Linked DNA regions of Ovis aries: region 2 is linked to region 1. Evidence: chromatin contacts called from public Hi-C data. All regions are on one chromosome and are shown on one strand. Each heading gives the region's core, a stretch centred on a gene start, on an enhancer-like site or on the middle of the called end of the contact. The rest is flanking DNA. Distances are from core to core; before and after follow the strand shown. Region 1 holds the start of LOC101108868. Region 2 holds the start of LOC101105290 (histone H4).

Region 1 (7,113 bases), core at 3,103-5,602:
GCACCACAGGTGACTGATGGGTTGAGAACCACAGGCCATTCTCTTCATTCACTGCTCCCAACTGCTCTCCAGCCATGGTTCCTTGTCTCTGCAGTTTTTGTATATATATTTGCCATTTAAATCCCAGGCAGCACGTTTCCAGGTCCAAGGCACTCGCTCCTTACACCTCCTCACTCCCTACCCGCCCCGCGGTGGCCCCCAGTCTCTTCCTCAGACTCTAACTTTACCTGACCCCTGGTCCCTGCTTTCAGGAGCAGAAACTGTTCACATGCTCTGCTTTTGCTCATGCAGTCACTTCTGCCTGTAGTCTCTACTCCTTGGTGGCAAAATCTTTTTGCAAGAGGCACATCAAATGTACCTTTTCCGTGAATTCTCAAATGAAATCATCATTCTCCTTTTTGTATTTTGTATGAATGAATTTAGTCAAAGATCTTTTCCAGGAGTTTCAGGCTCTGTTTCCTTCCTTCTTTGATCATCTTTTGCCACTTATATGTTAATTTTAGCACATAATCCCACAAAATCTCATCTGTTCCCTCTTTTCTTTTACCTTACAGGATAACTATAGCAAAGGGCTGAGTACATGGTGTGGAATAACAAAATTTGAAGGGACCATAAAGATGATCTTTTGGAAAATCCTCCCTCTCATCACCTGTCTCTGTTTTATGGATGAGAAAACCGAGGTAGAGACCAGACAAATTGCTTGCTAAAAAAAAAAAAAAATCATATAACCAACTTTTCCTTACTAAGGTTCATGGGAACCAAGCAAGAGGTTAAGGTGATAAGGTCTTTCTAATGTGTTCAAATACAGTGACTGGGATTATGAGTTTTGAAACTTGGAAAATCCTTCCAAGGTCATAGGTCAGCAGATCTTCCAAAGGCTTATGAGGATTGAGACCTATGAAGTACAAATTTTGCAGTAAAATCTGATTTTGAATTTTATAAGACATGGCTTATGTGGTACATGTGGTTCAAAGATGGCTCACAAACTATAACCCATTTTATTTGGAAAATAAAAACCGAGGAAACAATGATTCAGATTGGAGGCCAAAGTGGAGTCTTGAGGAATTGGTATATGTTTTTTTTATATCTTTGAATTTTCTCCAACAAATAATCACAGATATTGGATATCTGAGCAGTCAATCTTAACCCTCTTGCCTCTCCATCCCCATGTTACCTTGTTTGAGAATAAGGTTGTAGGGGTACCACCTTTTTAGATCCTTGTCTCCTCAACTTTGCACACTGTAAACATTCAACAGATAATCATGAAATAACAGGATACTGTATATGTGTATATGTATACGTGTGTGTGCATGATATTGACATGGGAGGAAAAAAAACTGTCCAGGCAGAATATACCTAGGGTATTTGTCACTTCTTTTAATACACATTAAAGGATTATTTGGGGCTTCTCAGTGGGTAAGAAACCCCCGATACCCCGGTGCAATGTAACAGACAGAGACACAGGCTGCCTCCCTGGGTTGGGAAGATGGCAACACATAGTATTTTTGCCTGAAGAATCCCATGGACAGAGGAACCTGGTGGGCTACAGTCCATAGGGCTGAAAAGAGTCCCACGCAAAAGATAATTTTAAATGTGCTAATCTCTTCTATTGTTTCTAAAAAACAGAGAAAGAGGAATATGTTTAATAGAAAAGAGCTAAGCCTCCATATGATTTGAATCTGGGAACATCATATGTTTCACTAAGTACTCGACATTGGAAATTAAGTTTTCTTCATCCTAACTTATTATTAAATTCAGTTATTTAGGTGCAGAAACAAGTTTTTGTATATTTTTTGTGGTTATCTTCTCTGCCTTCCTGTTTGCATACACTTTGCAAACAGTCCAGCTCTTCTAATGACCTTAATATTTTGTTCTGTAATTTCTGCTTGAATAAAACCTGTTCTCATCCTTTTGACAATAAAACCAAAGGAATAAAAAGAAGTTCAGATGGAAAAGACAGGAGAAGAGTGGAAACCAGTGACAGATTCCAGCAGCCGGAACTCAGGACTAACAGAGAAGAGGTTGTAGCTTTGAAGTGAAAAGTCAAACTAACCACGAAGGGATTCGAACCCTCAATCTTCTGATCCGAAGTCAGACGCCTTATCCGTTAGGCCACGTGGTCTCCAAGGACACAGGTCTCCTGAGACACTTAGTAAATTTTCTGTCTCCTCCTGAATCGTGAAAGCTACTTAATGTCAAAAAGGCAACTGTCCCCGAGCCACCCGCGCCCTATCTTTAGAAAAATGAAAATTCGAGATTACAGGGGTTATTTGGGGCCAAGGAGTACCGCCTTGTGAAAGAGAAGAACTGACAATTATTTCGGTCTTGGGTACTCCATAGAGGGAGTATATGGCACATAAAGGATGCCAAAATGTTGCATATGCACAGCCTTGTTGGAGACTCTCTTATCTTTGAGAAAATTATTGGCCTGGAAATTCAGCCAAAATGATTTTTGAGCATGATTGATGTCTTTCTTTTCATGACTTTTCCACTCAAGTAAGAAAGAATGTCCATGTCATCCTTGAAGATGGAGGACAAGGTAGGCTTCTCTAGTATTTGCTTGTGTACATCTTTTCCTTTTTGTGTCTACACTTTTTTTCTTTGCTGTAATAAATCTTAACCTTGGATATATCTTGATTCATGTGAATCCTTCCAGCGAATCACCAACTACTGGGTGGTCATAGGACTACTGGAAACATCATTTTCCCTTTCCCCCGTTGCACTTAGTGTACAATCTTTTAAAGAAATATCTGTACTGCACACACGTGTACTGTACAGTTACATATTGTTTTAAAAGCATATCTACGATGTAGGCTACTTAATGAGTTTTCTTAGTTCCTAGCACAGTATGTAACATAAATATCTGAATAGGAATCCTTTCTGAGAGAGGAAAAAATATATAAAACAGTACACACATATATTTAAAAAATAAGCATAGAGAATAGTTCTGTTAGAGGTTGAAAAGGAAGGTAGAGGGTAAAGACATTTACAATAGCGGCGGAAGTGGTCTTCTGAGGTCAGCGTACAATTAAGGTCACCAAACTCTGCACTCTCCTCTCAAAGAGTTACTTATTTACTCCAAAGATTAAAACTCTAGTAGTTGCAAAGAATCTGCGCAGGGATGGCCCAGGAGATTTTTAGTTTGTCACTTTAACTACAAGGTCTCAATTTCTTACAAACAGTGCTTTCTGGATTATGAATAGAAGGAAGCATAACAAGATCTGGGCTTCCACTCCATCTCTCTTAATTCAGCACTTTCACAGCATCACAAGACAATGAACGCTGTCATGAAAACTGGAGACAATAACAACACGGTTACTTTAGCAGAAGAAATCACGGAAACGGTTTTCATACTTATTTTCAGGGTATTTTCTAGCAGTTCAGAAAAAGCTGATACTAGCAGAGGATGGTTTCGATCCATCGACCTCTGGGTTATGGGCCCAGCACGCTTCCGCTGCGCCACTCTGCTTTACAACTTATGCGCCTTACTAATAATACCCTTAACTGTACTAGGAAGCACGCCTCTAACTTTAGAAAACTGTAAGGGCGGGGGCGGGGAGGGGTATTTATTTCTATACTTTGGCTACACGATGGGAAGAGTTTGGATTAATGTCGCTATCAGAATCAGAGAAAACAAGTAGAAAAGTAAACATTAATACGGAGTTAAGTTACTGAGCGCAGGAGGAACGGTTAGATAATTAAATCAGAATCACAAGTTTTAATAATCAGAGAAGAAAATGAAAATAAAACGTGAAAGGAACTTTGGTTCGCGCGGCTGCCGAGATTTCTACCGGAGAATCGCTAACCAACCATAGGTATTCGCCTTTGGGGAAAAAATCTTTTGGTTAGATTTCCCTTGGCTTGGTGAAAGAAAAGGCGAGGTCTTGAAGCTTTTAAATTCCTCTGGAAGGGTGTTTCGATTTGAAGGGGTTTTGTTACCGGGACGGAGCAGCAGTGCTGAAGGCCCCATAAACGTGGAGGTAAAGCCGGGCCCTCATTTCCAACGAAGGTTACAGCTGTTCCGGTCATGTGGGCCAAGGCTCCAGTGCAACCGTCCCAAAGCATCCTAAGCAGCAAAAGAAAATAAGTAAAAAATGTTAATTTCTTTAGTCTGACCCAGTTTCAAATTGCGTTCGAAAATTCCTGCTTAGGGATGGAAGACTCACCGGAGAATCCTCAGCGAAGGGCCCGCTCGGTGGGCGGGGACTAAGCTGTCGTGACGTCACCCAGAACTGGGTCACGAGGGGAGGGGCGGGCTGGCAGGCTAAATGAATGTGCCCGCGAAAGCGCTTTCGGTTCTCACTTCGGTCCGGAATCCGCTCATATAAGGGAATTGCCGCGGCTTTGTCGGTGCTGTTTTGGAAGTTCCCTTGGCAGCTCTATCATGTCTGGACGCGGCAAGGGCGGGAAGGGCCTTGGAAAAGGTGGCGCTAAACGTCACCGCAAGGTTCTTCGCGATAACATCCAGGGCATCACCAAGCCCGCCATCCGTCGTCTGGCCCGGCGTGGAGGAGTTAAGCGTATATCTGGTCTCATCTATGAGGAGACCCGCGGGGTGTTGAAGGTGTTCCTGGAAAATGTGATCCGCGACGCCGTCACCTACACCGAGCATGCCAAGCGCAAAACTGTCACAGCCATGGATGTAGTCTACGCGCTGAAACGCCAGGGCCGCACCCTCTACGGCTTTGGCGGTTAAGCTGCCAGTTTTCGGCGTTCTTAATATTTCCACCAAAGGCCCTTTTCAGGGCCGCCCACATGTTTCGATGAAAGAGCTGGCTAGCACTTGCTGTTGCTCAAGGGATATCTCACATGCTCAGTTTCCGCTAAACAAAGCCCACCTCTCGGAATCTACCAGTGGAGAATAGCATGGCAATCCACCCCAGTATTTTTGCCAAGATAATACCATGGGTAGGATTGCAGAGTCAGACATGATTGAAAGCACGGAAGTTTTAGAGTGATGCAAGTTCACTGTGGCTTTAAAAATAACTTCGGCGCATTTAAGTTTTATGAGACTTTACCCCAGGAAGATTTCTTTAATTCTGGGATATTTCGAATTTGGAATCGAGTATCCGCGGTACTTGCGTATTAGAAGTCGGCTTACACTCACCGCGATGTAGCGACGCCTGGTTCTCCCCCGGCGGTGCCCTGTGCTCAAGATGGCGGCGAGGCAGAGGAACAAAGAAAGCCCGCGCCCGCGGCGGGAAGCGCGACTCGGAACAAAGGCGAATTCACGAGTAGGGCGGGTCTTCCCCTCAGCGGGGGCGCGCTCCTGGGCTCGGCTGGTGTGTGGCGCTGCTGCTGGGCTCTGCTGACTAAAACTTGTACCCATGCATTGGGGGAACAATTACAATGGACCCGCCGGGAGAGCTACCATGTATTAGGTATAGAGGACACTATAGTCTGAATTCCTGTTTGAAAAATTTTAAAAAGTCGACAGGAAGTATGTTTTTAAATGAGCAACATGAATGGCACTTAGGTTTAAGATTAAGTGAACATTTAAAAAAGTACTATACAGACATCAGGATTATTTACCTCAAAGGAAGTATGCATTGTTTTTGTTTGCTTTAAAAAGTTACCGGTATACTCACTGCCTAAATACCTAATAGTCGGTGCACATGAACAAATCCCTGTTATACCTTAAATGTCTTAGAGATCTGGTTCATTCAGAGGGAGATCCAATCTTCCCTTTTGTTCTGTCTCAGGTCTCTTAATGCATTGATACAAGTTTTCTCCTGAATCTCACTTAGTTTTTTGACATTGATTTGATGTAGACCTGGCCTATAAAATGTCCTGGTTTGGCTTGTTTCCTGAATGGGGTTATCTTCCTTGGTTTCTGGACCCTGTATGACCTACAGAGTAGAAGTGATTTTTCCCTAGATTTGACTGAAATAACATTAATTTTCTTGTCAAGGAACAGGTTATAGATCATTGTATGTAAATACTATTGTACATCAGGGTCACTTGTTAAGGGGATTTTGTAGGTTCTAGGTCAGTCATTGGTTTAGGATAATTATTAATAGTTTCTTCGTAAAATCTGATTTCTCCTCCTTATGGCCGGCAAGTAGTTTGTAGGGTGATACTTTGAAAGCCAGAAATCAGTGGAGTCATTTGCAATGCGATCTCTTTTAAAGATATGGGCTCTGGTGTTTAAATATGGAAAGAATCAGATGTTATTGGAGCTAAGGCACTGATTTGAGGAGATAAATTCATACGATGATGTTAATTTAACAAACAAAATTGAGCGCATGGCATGTACCAGGCACTGTTCGATACTATGGAATTATAGCAGTGAACAACGGTGAACAAAACAGTATTTCTAAGTGCATGGAGCTTATATTTTGTTGGAAGGGGCACAGACAAAACAGGTAAAACAGTTTGTTAGATGGTGCTATGAACAAAACTGAAGCTGGGAAAAACTGTATAGTGTAGAGGAAGGAGATGGTACTTTAAATGACATAGGAAGATTTTGGGAAAAAATCTGACTCTAATTCAGAAGATGTGGGTTTGATCCCTGGGTCAGGAAGATACCCTGGAGAAGGAAATGGCAACCCACTCCAGTATGCTAGTCTGGGAAATCCTGTGGACAGAGGATCGTGGTGGGATACAGTTCATGGGGTCACAAGAGTCAGACATGATGTAGTGATTAAACCAGCATCACCAGAAGGCTTTACTTGTAAGTGATGCTTGGGGAAAAAAGATTGAGAAAGTAAAGCTCCAAATGGAAGGAGGACTAAGTAGCAAAGACTGGAGGTAGCAAGGAAGTTATCTGGTGGGCAGAGGGAGGCCAAGGGAGTGTGGAGAAAAAAGAGACCAAGTTTGAGAGGCAAATGGAGGTGAGTAGTTTGCTTATGGCCTGGGAACCCAACACATCTGACTATTTAAAAGATACTTCTAATCCTAGTGAGGCACGAGAAAATTCCCTGGAAAATGACACATATGTTGCTTGAACTAGCCATCAAAGGCAGGGAAGACTTAAGAGTCACAGGCACTAAGATGTCCTCAAAACAGTTCAGTGAAGAGAATTGTTTTTTCAACAGGGGCAGGCCTGTTAGAAGCGGTTTGTATTGTTCCCAATGCCAGACAAGGAATTCTAATTGGTGTTAAATGCTAGTA
Region 2 (7,113 bases), core at 1,511-4,010, 150 kb after region 1:
GGAAAACAGCAAGCGCATCAGTGTCCAAGTTGATTACTGAGGCACTTTCGGTCTCCCAGGAGAGAGCTGGCATGTCTTTGGCTGCGCTGAAAAAAGCGCTATCAGCTGCAGGTTACGACGTGGAGAGAAACAATAGTCGCATCAAGCTGGGTCTCAAAGGCTTGGTGAGCAAGGGAATCCTGGTACAGACTAGGGGTACCGGTGCGTCCGGCTCTTTCAAGCTCAGCAAGAAGGCTGCTCCTGAACTTAGTAAGGGAAAAGTCAAAAAACCTTCTGCGAAGAGTAGGAAGCTGGTCTCATCCAGAGATTCAAAGTCTCCGAAGACTGGTAAAGCCAACAAAAGAGCTAAGAAGCCGAGGACCACGGCGGCTCAGATAGCTGCTAGGAATGGGGGGAAAACCAAAAGAACCAAATGCAAACAACGGAAGAGCCCAGCGCAGGCCAGGGCAGGAAACCCCAAAACTGGGAAGGCTAAGCTGACCCAGCAGGAAACTAATACTAGGAATGCAACAACCAAGAAGTAATACTTCTTCACCAGTTTTCATAGAACCCAAAGGCTCTTTTCAGAGCCACCCAAGTGATTTTAGGAGGGTGTAACATCGTTTCCAGAAGTCTCTGGAAGACTACTGGTTCTAAGTATTTGATAAATGAACGTGTGATGTGGTGAAATTTATCTCGTTGGACATAGAGTACAGATACTTTAGCGTGGGTAGTGTCCAATTCCAGGGAATTGTCCATCCTAACAAAATCAGGGCACATTCCTTAAGTTCTTAAATGCTCTTAGAATACTGGAAGGGGCAGCCATTCTCTTCTCTAGGAGCATCTTCCCGATCCAGGGATCAAACCCAGGTATCTTGCATTAGCAGGCATATTCTTTACCATCTGCACCACTAGAGAATCCCTCTTCGAGAGCTACTGCATTTAAAGTTTAGGCCGTTTCTGAGTGGAGATCTGTCCCATGCCTCAACTATGTTTTACCATGTTTTGTTTCGTTTCTTCACCTAATTCTACTCCAGTATGTACTTTTATGTATCATTCTGTACAAAGGTTCTGAACTCCGTATCCATGGACTTAACAGGGGTTAATGTAGGGAAACCAAGGTCTCAATTTGGGTTAGTGGGAAGTTTTTTTTTTTACTTATTTAAACATCTTTCCACTGTGATTTTTTGTAAATCAAACGTTTTCGTTTTACAATTTGCAAGAATATTGAAAATTTTGTCTTCGTTACTATGAAAGCAGATTATTTTCTATATGTTAAGCACATGTATTAAAATTTGATTTTGTAATACAGTCAATATAATTGTGGTTGTCAGTGAAGAGAGTGAGTCTTGTTCATATTGCCCTACACAGGCTGAAAAATGTTAAACGATGTATAGAGATGTTGGAGGCTCAATGTAACCTTTATGCTTGTATTAGGAAAAGCATCTTTTTCACTTTGAACAATTTAGTTTGTTTTTACTTAATTTGTAATTTAGCCTTATTTAAAGTTCCTCGTAAATAACACATTTATACTGTTCATCTTGTTTTGGGCCTTGGTATTTGGGGCGACTTCGAACAAAGTCAATTTAAAACTATGTAATTTTAGCAGTTTCGCACACAGCCATGTTCTACAGATGATTCACTAGGACATATACTGTCTGAATTCATTTGTATAATCGGACCTCTGAAGAAAAATTATTTCCTGTATGGAAAGTAACTAAACACAATAGTTTCAATTTGTATTCAATCAGCCACAGCTCAGAACTTTGGGTAAAGTGGCCACTGTTTTACGGAGTTGGGATAGTGAAGGAAAATTCTTCACTTGCCAAAAAAGGCAGTTGAGCCCATTTTCTGTACCCGAGACAAAGGAGGCTGGCTTCATCCCACCCAGCAGTGGGCCGACTGCCAAGCACCACACAAACCTGTGCGGAACCGGTTAGACCACTCTGTGCCTTTGTTCCAGCGCCCTTCAGAGCCGGGCATAAATCGGATTGTTCCAGATACCCTTATGAAGCTCTATGCCTTAGCTAACAGGAAACCAGCTTTGTAACGTAGCGGATTTTTTTTCCACCACAGTGATAATCGGCCAATGAAAGCTTGTCCGCAAAGAGCCCTCATTTACATAGCTATGTGTTGTGTGGGCGATAATGCTAAACTTTGCGCCATTAAAACCGTTAGCCAACCAGTTTGAAAGCTGAATATCGAAATGCACAAAACTTAAGGGCAAGTATTTTTATTGCTGTTTGTTTTACCGCGCCTAAAATCCTATTTCCATTATGAATAAGTCATACTTCCCAACCCCTAGAAGTATATGAAACTGCGTTAAGCCAACTCCCTTTCACACTTAAAATACTTCCTTACATCTCAGTATCGTCCAACAGCTCTTTAGCGAACATTTGGGCGGCCCTGAAAAGGGCCTTTTAGTTTTTGTAAACGTTCCAAGTAGATGCTTTGCTCAACCACCAAAACCGTAAAGGGTACGGCCCTGACGTTTGAGCGCGTAGACCACGTCCATGGCGGTAACAGTCTTGCGCTTGGCGTGCTCTGTGTAGGTGACCGCGTCCCGGATCACGTTTTCCAGAAACACTTTCAGCACCCCACGAGTCTCTTCATAGATAAGACCGGAGATACGTTTGACGCCTCCACGACGAGCCAGACGTCGGATAGCTGGCTTAGTAATACCCTGGATATTGTCCCGCAAGACTTTCCGATGGCGCTTAGCGCCCCCCTTACCAAGACCTTTACCACCCTTCCCACGGCCAGACATGACTGCTGTCGAAATAACTGCAGCTTTGACACTGCCCTTTAAATAGCATTCTAGCGGACCTGATTGAAAACAGCATACTCAGGCGGCTTTTCCAAATTAGGTCATCAGGGGGTGGGGCAAGGAGGGGGTTATTAACATTTCAGTGTTTTCATTGGTCAGGAAACCTCGGTCTTCAGTGAGCTCCTGGCAGGGGAGGTGGCCTTCAATCGAATGAAAGCTTTAGTTTCTCTTTTGTCTTGCACTTTTTTCCTGTGCCTATTTGCAGGTTGAGTGTTTTCTTAGCAGCTCAAGGACATGGAGCAAAGAGCTCCACTTCAAATTTCTTTTTCATAACGTTTTGTTGCTGTTGTTCATTCACTCAGTCGTATCCGACTCTGCGACCTTCACCATCTCCCTGAACTTGCTGGAATTCATGTCCATTGAATATGTGATCCCATCCAACCATCTCGTCCTTCCCTTCTGCCTTCAATCATAGCTCGGTAACTAACAAATTAGGGCTTCCCAGGTGGCTCGGTGGTAAAGAATCCATCTGCCAATGCAGGAGACGCGGGTTCTATCCCTGAATGGAGAAGATCCCCTGGAGGAGCAAATGGCAACGCACTCCAGCATTCTTGCCTGGGAAATCCCATGGACATAGGAACCTTGCAGGCTACAGTCCATGAGGTCGCAGAGTCGGACACGACTGAGTATGAGCAAGCAAAACTAATAAATTAGATAATGGTCCCTTGGGGAACGTGAAAGTAATATGTAAAGGAACATAGTATTATAGCTGACGGGACTTTCCCTTTCAATTCTTTTAATGTTTCAATTTTAAAGGCCGCATTTTAATAAGACAAACTCTAAGCCTGGCGATGAAGAGGCGCTGGTACTAAAACGCCTGTGTATGAAAAGACTAAAAAAATAGAAAAACAATTGCAAATTTCTCCATTCAAACATGTACTGCGTGACTCTTTCGGCAAATACATGTGAGAGAAGGAACTTGAAGGTAAGCTTCAGTAATAGTTGCCCCTGGACCCTCTTCCTGGCCTTCTGCACCTGTCTAATTGGGCTTCAATTCTTAAAAGTTCCTTTCTCTTTTCCATTAATCCTTTCTCAATCTTCTTCAGTTTTAGAGACAAGAACACATGTTCTGTAGCTGCTGCTACTGCTAAGTCGCTTCAGTCGTGTCCGACTCTGTGCGACCCCATTGACGGCAGCCTACCAGGCTCCGCCGTCCTTGGAATTCTCCAGGCAAGAACACTGGAGTGGGTTGCCATTTCCCTCTCCAATGCATGAAAGTGAAAAGTGAAGTGAAGTCGCTCAGTCATGTCCGACTCTTAGCGACCCCCTGGACTGCAGCCTTCCAGGCTCCTCCGTCCATGGGATTTTCCAGGCAAGAGTACTGGAGTGGGGTGCCTTCTCCCGATGTTTTGTAGAGTTGGGGATTAATAGGAGGATGGGGCTAATACTTGATTAAGGTCATTTCTAAGCCTACAGGGCCCTCACCTGGGAGGCTTTTGATTAGATTACAGAGGGTTATGGACAGGCCAGTCCCTGGGGTTTTTTGTTTGTTTTTAAGCAAAATAGAACAGAATTGGATCTGAGTATGGTTTGAGAAGGACTTCTCAATCAAAAAGTTTCTCTTTAGTTTCCAGTTGCAGGTTTTGAAAATTTTCACAGTAAGAGTCACTCTATTTAAATTGAAAAAGACTTCTCTCCCCCACCCCCACCCCAATCCTGGTTAATTGATAAATGTCTATTGGTGAGACTTAGAATGAGAATATGGCCTTACACTGTAACATCAGACTTAGGCAAAAAGGGAGAAGAGACTCAGCAATGGAGAGGAAAGACTCAGGAGAGGGCAGGAAAGCTCTGCATGGTACAGGGTTTATATCACTTCTAAAATAATTAGATGAGGTTGCATTTTTCTGCCCCAAATTGAGAGTTTTTGGACTCCTGCCTTTCAACACCTTCTCCCACTATGAACCTGCACCTTATAAAGGCGACTTAGCTAGGAAGAAATGTCAAACATTACAGAGGAAAAGTATGAGGTCAGAGTTCATATGTAAACATGAAATCTGCACATGCTTTTTAATTCATGAAGGTACAATATAGTTACTTTTTTCTTATTTTCTTTTCCCAATTTCTTCTTTTCTAAGCTTTTCTCAATGAACATTGACTCAAAAAGCCATGACTGTCAGAACAGAAATATTTATGTTGTAGCCACGCATTCCAGAAAACAAACTCACTCAGAAGGACAATGCAGATAGTGAAGTGCAGTTTGTTACACCAGCGGGCCCAAGGCAGAGTCTCCCCTTAGCCAAGGACCCTGACCAGCATTTGTGAAAATCTTTTATACCCCATGTGTATGTGTCTGAACCCACCACTCCAAATTCCTTGAGACTTACATAAACCAAGGAAAATATAGTCCCGATAACCCCATCATTCACGTGCTATGTGCTCATGTGCTCAAACAGTCAAACAATTAGCCAATAATCAATAAATCTGAGGTTACACTTCGATAGATACAGAAAAATTTATGGCCTGTCTGGAGGAAGGGGTGATTAGTGTATGTTTTCTCTTAGGCGATAAGTAACCTAGATATGATCTTCAAGGTTCCCCTGTCTGGAGGGGGTCTTATCCTTCTGTTGTTGTTTTCATAGGTACTAAATAGAGTTCAGAGTCATTGGAAAGGTGGCTGAGCATGATCAGCATGAACAGGCCTAAGATGGAGTCCAGGCCTATGAATTCCTTCTTCATTTAAAAGGTATACACATATAGATTTATGTTAAAAATGTATCCTGCTCTAGGAGCCAGGTGTTATTTGGTCCTGTGGCTTGGAAGAGAGTGGGTCACCTGGACCTCATCCTCCCAGTGAACCTAGCATCACAGAACCCCATTTATGTGACCAAGACCCTACAAATTAAAACCTTGCAAGCAAGTTGTGGCTAAGTGGATACATTAAATATTTCAACAAATAAAACAGTGATGTTAATCAAACATCTTCTAAAAAGATAAAATGCTCAGAACCACCTATTACAAACTCAGTCAAAATACTAGAGTTCAGGAATATATATATTTATATTTATGCATATCATTCCATAATGATAATGGACTTCCATGGTGGCTCAGATGGTAAAACGCCTGCCTACCATGCGGGAGACCCGGGTTCAACCCCTGGGTCGGGAAGATCTCCTGGAGAAGGAAATGGCAACCCACTACAGTATTCTTGCCTGGAAAATCCCATGGACGGAAGAGCCTGGTTGGTTACAGTCCACGGGGTCCCAAAGAGTCGGACACGACTGAGCGACTTTCTTTCACTTTCACTGCTCATATCATTCCATGGAATATATAAATTCAACAGACAATTCTGATAGTTGGCCAGGGTTGAAAACTACCAGCATATATCAACACTTTTCAGGGTATAATTGCACTTTAGTAAAAAGGAATCCCTTGGTAGAGATAGTTTTGAGCAATGTTATAGTTCAGGAAATGCATAAGTACAATCTCACCTCATTTCGCTTGCCTGCCAGGGATTTATAACTTGACAGTAGTGAGATGCAGGCATTTGGGAATACCACTCCTGGTCTGGGGCTTCTCTCGCTGCTGGCTGATTTATCTCCTTCCCATTTAAGTCTTCAATGCATTTCTCTTTTTCAGTCAACTAATTTTTACTTTGGTATGACCTATTTTCTAATTATTCATTTTTCCTGTCATTCCCATTGGTGTGTTTTTGGTTCCATAATATACATCTACTGTGTCTCTCCCTATTTTCCTCATTTCCTCTCCTTACCATTTTAAGAAAATGTTCTTACTTTTCCCTCTTTATTTGATTTTATTTTTTCCATTTTGGCTGCACCGCATGTCTTGCAGGATCTCAGTTTCCCATCCAGGGATTCAACCTGGGTGATGGCAGTCAAAGCCCCAAGTCCTAATCACCCTGCATTTTCTCTTTAGTTCAAACTCTTTTTTAAAAGTTGTTGGCCTTTGCACTTTTTAGGCCTGCTGTCCTGTGTGGGCTTTCTCCTCTAAATATTCCTAACACGTTTTGACCTACTGAAGAAAATGCTATTTGGACAAGCAAGTTTCTAATATTATCCTGTCTTAAACAATTGTTTCAAAATTTTTATAAACACATTTGTAGTTAAATTTGATTTTTAAAATTCCATGGAATACTTTCTTAATCACACACGCAAAGCACAAAGAAAGGATTTTGCATTTGTTTAGCAGTGGAAACTGTGAACCCAAAAGTACACAAAGGAAAGATCTTTGTTACACCTATGTTTAAAATAGATGCTTTCCTACACACTGAGTGAAGCTCCATTGGCATTATCCAAGTTTCTTGCTGACTGTTTTACGAAAATGTCATGTGGTCACTCTGTTTATAG

What was found. Hi-C and Micro-C count contacts between places; a contact is called where the count stands out from the background.
Region 2: a Hi-C map of hypothalamus shows a contact between it and region 1, with 4 times the contacts expected there. The contact joins the promoter of LOC101105290 here to the promoter of LOC101108868 in region 1. A contact is called at or near these places in 3 of 16 Hi-C or Micro-C datasets (hypothalamus, liver and skin fibroblasts).

What each region holds. Positions count from the first base shown.
Region 1 is chr20:30,684,965-30,692,077 of ARS-UI_Ramb_v3.0, forward strand. LOC101108868 reads left to right here and starts at 4,353. Exons shown (of 5, transcript XM_015102565.4): 1 at 4,353-4,667. The coding sequence starts at 4,385. TRNAM-CAU (transfer RNA methionine (anticodon CAU)) reads right to left here and starts at 3,469; the gene lies at 3,398-3,469. It overlaps TRNAR-UCG (transfer RNA arginine (anticodon UCG)), which reads right to left and starts at 2,122; the gene lies at 2,050-2,122.
Region 2 is chr20:30,832,787-30,839,899 of ARS-UI_Ramb_v3.0, forward strand. It overlaps LOC101105290 (histone H4), which reads right to left and starts at 2,761. Exons shown (of 1, transcript XM_004019327.6): 1 at 2,196-2,761. The coding sequence starts at 2,746. The coding sequence ends at 2,435. It overlaps H1-6 (H1.6 linker histone, cluster member), which reads left to right. Exons shown (of 2, transcript XM_012101125.5): 2 at 1-1,516. The coding sequence ends at 524.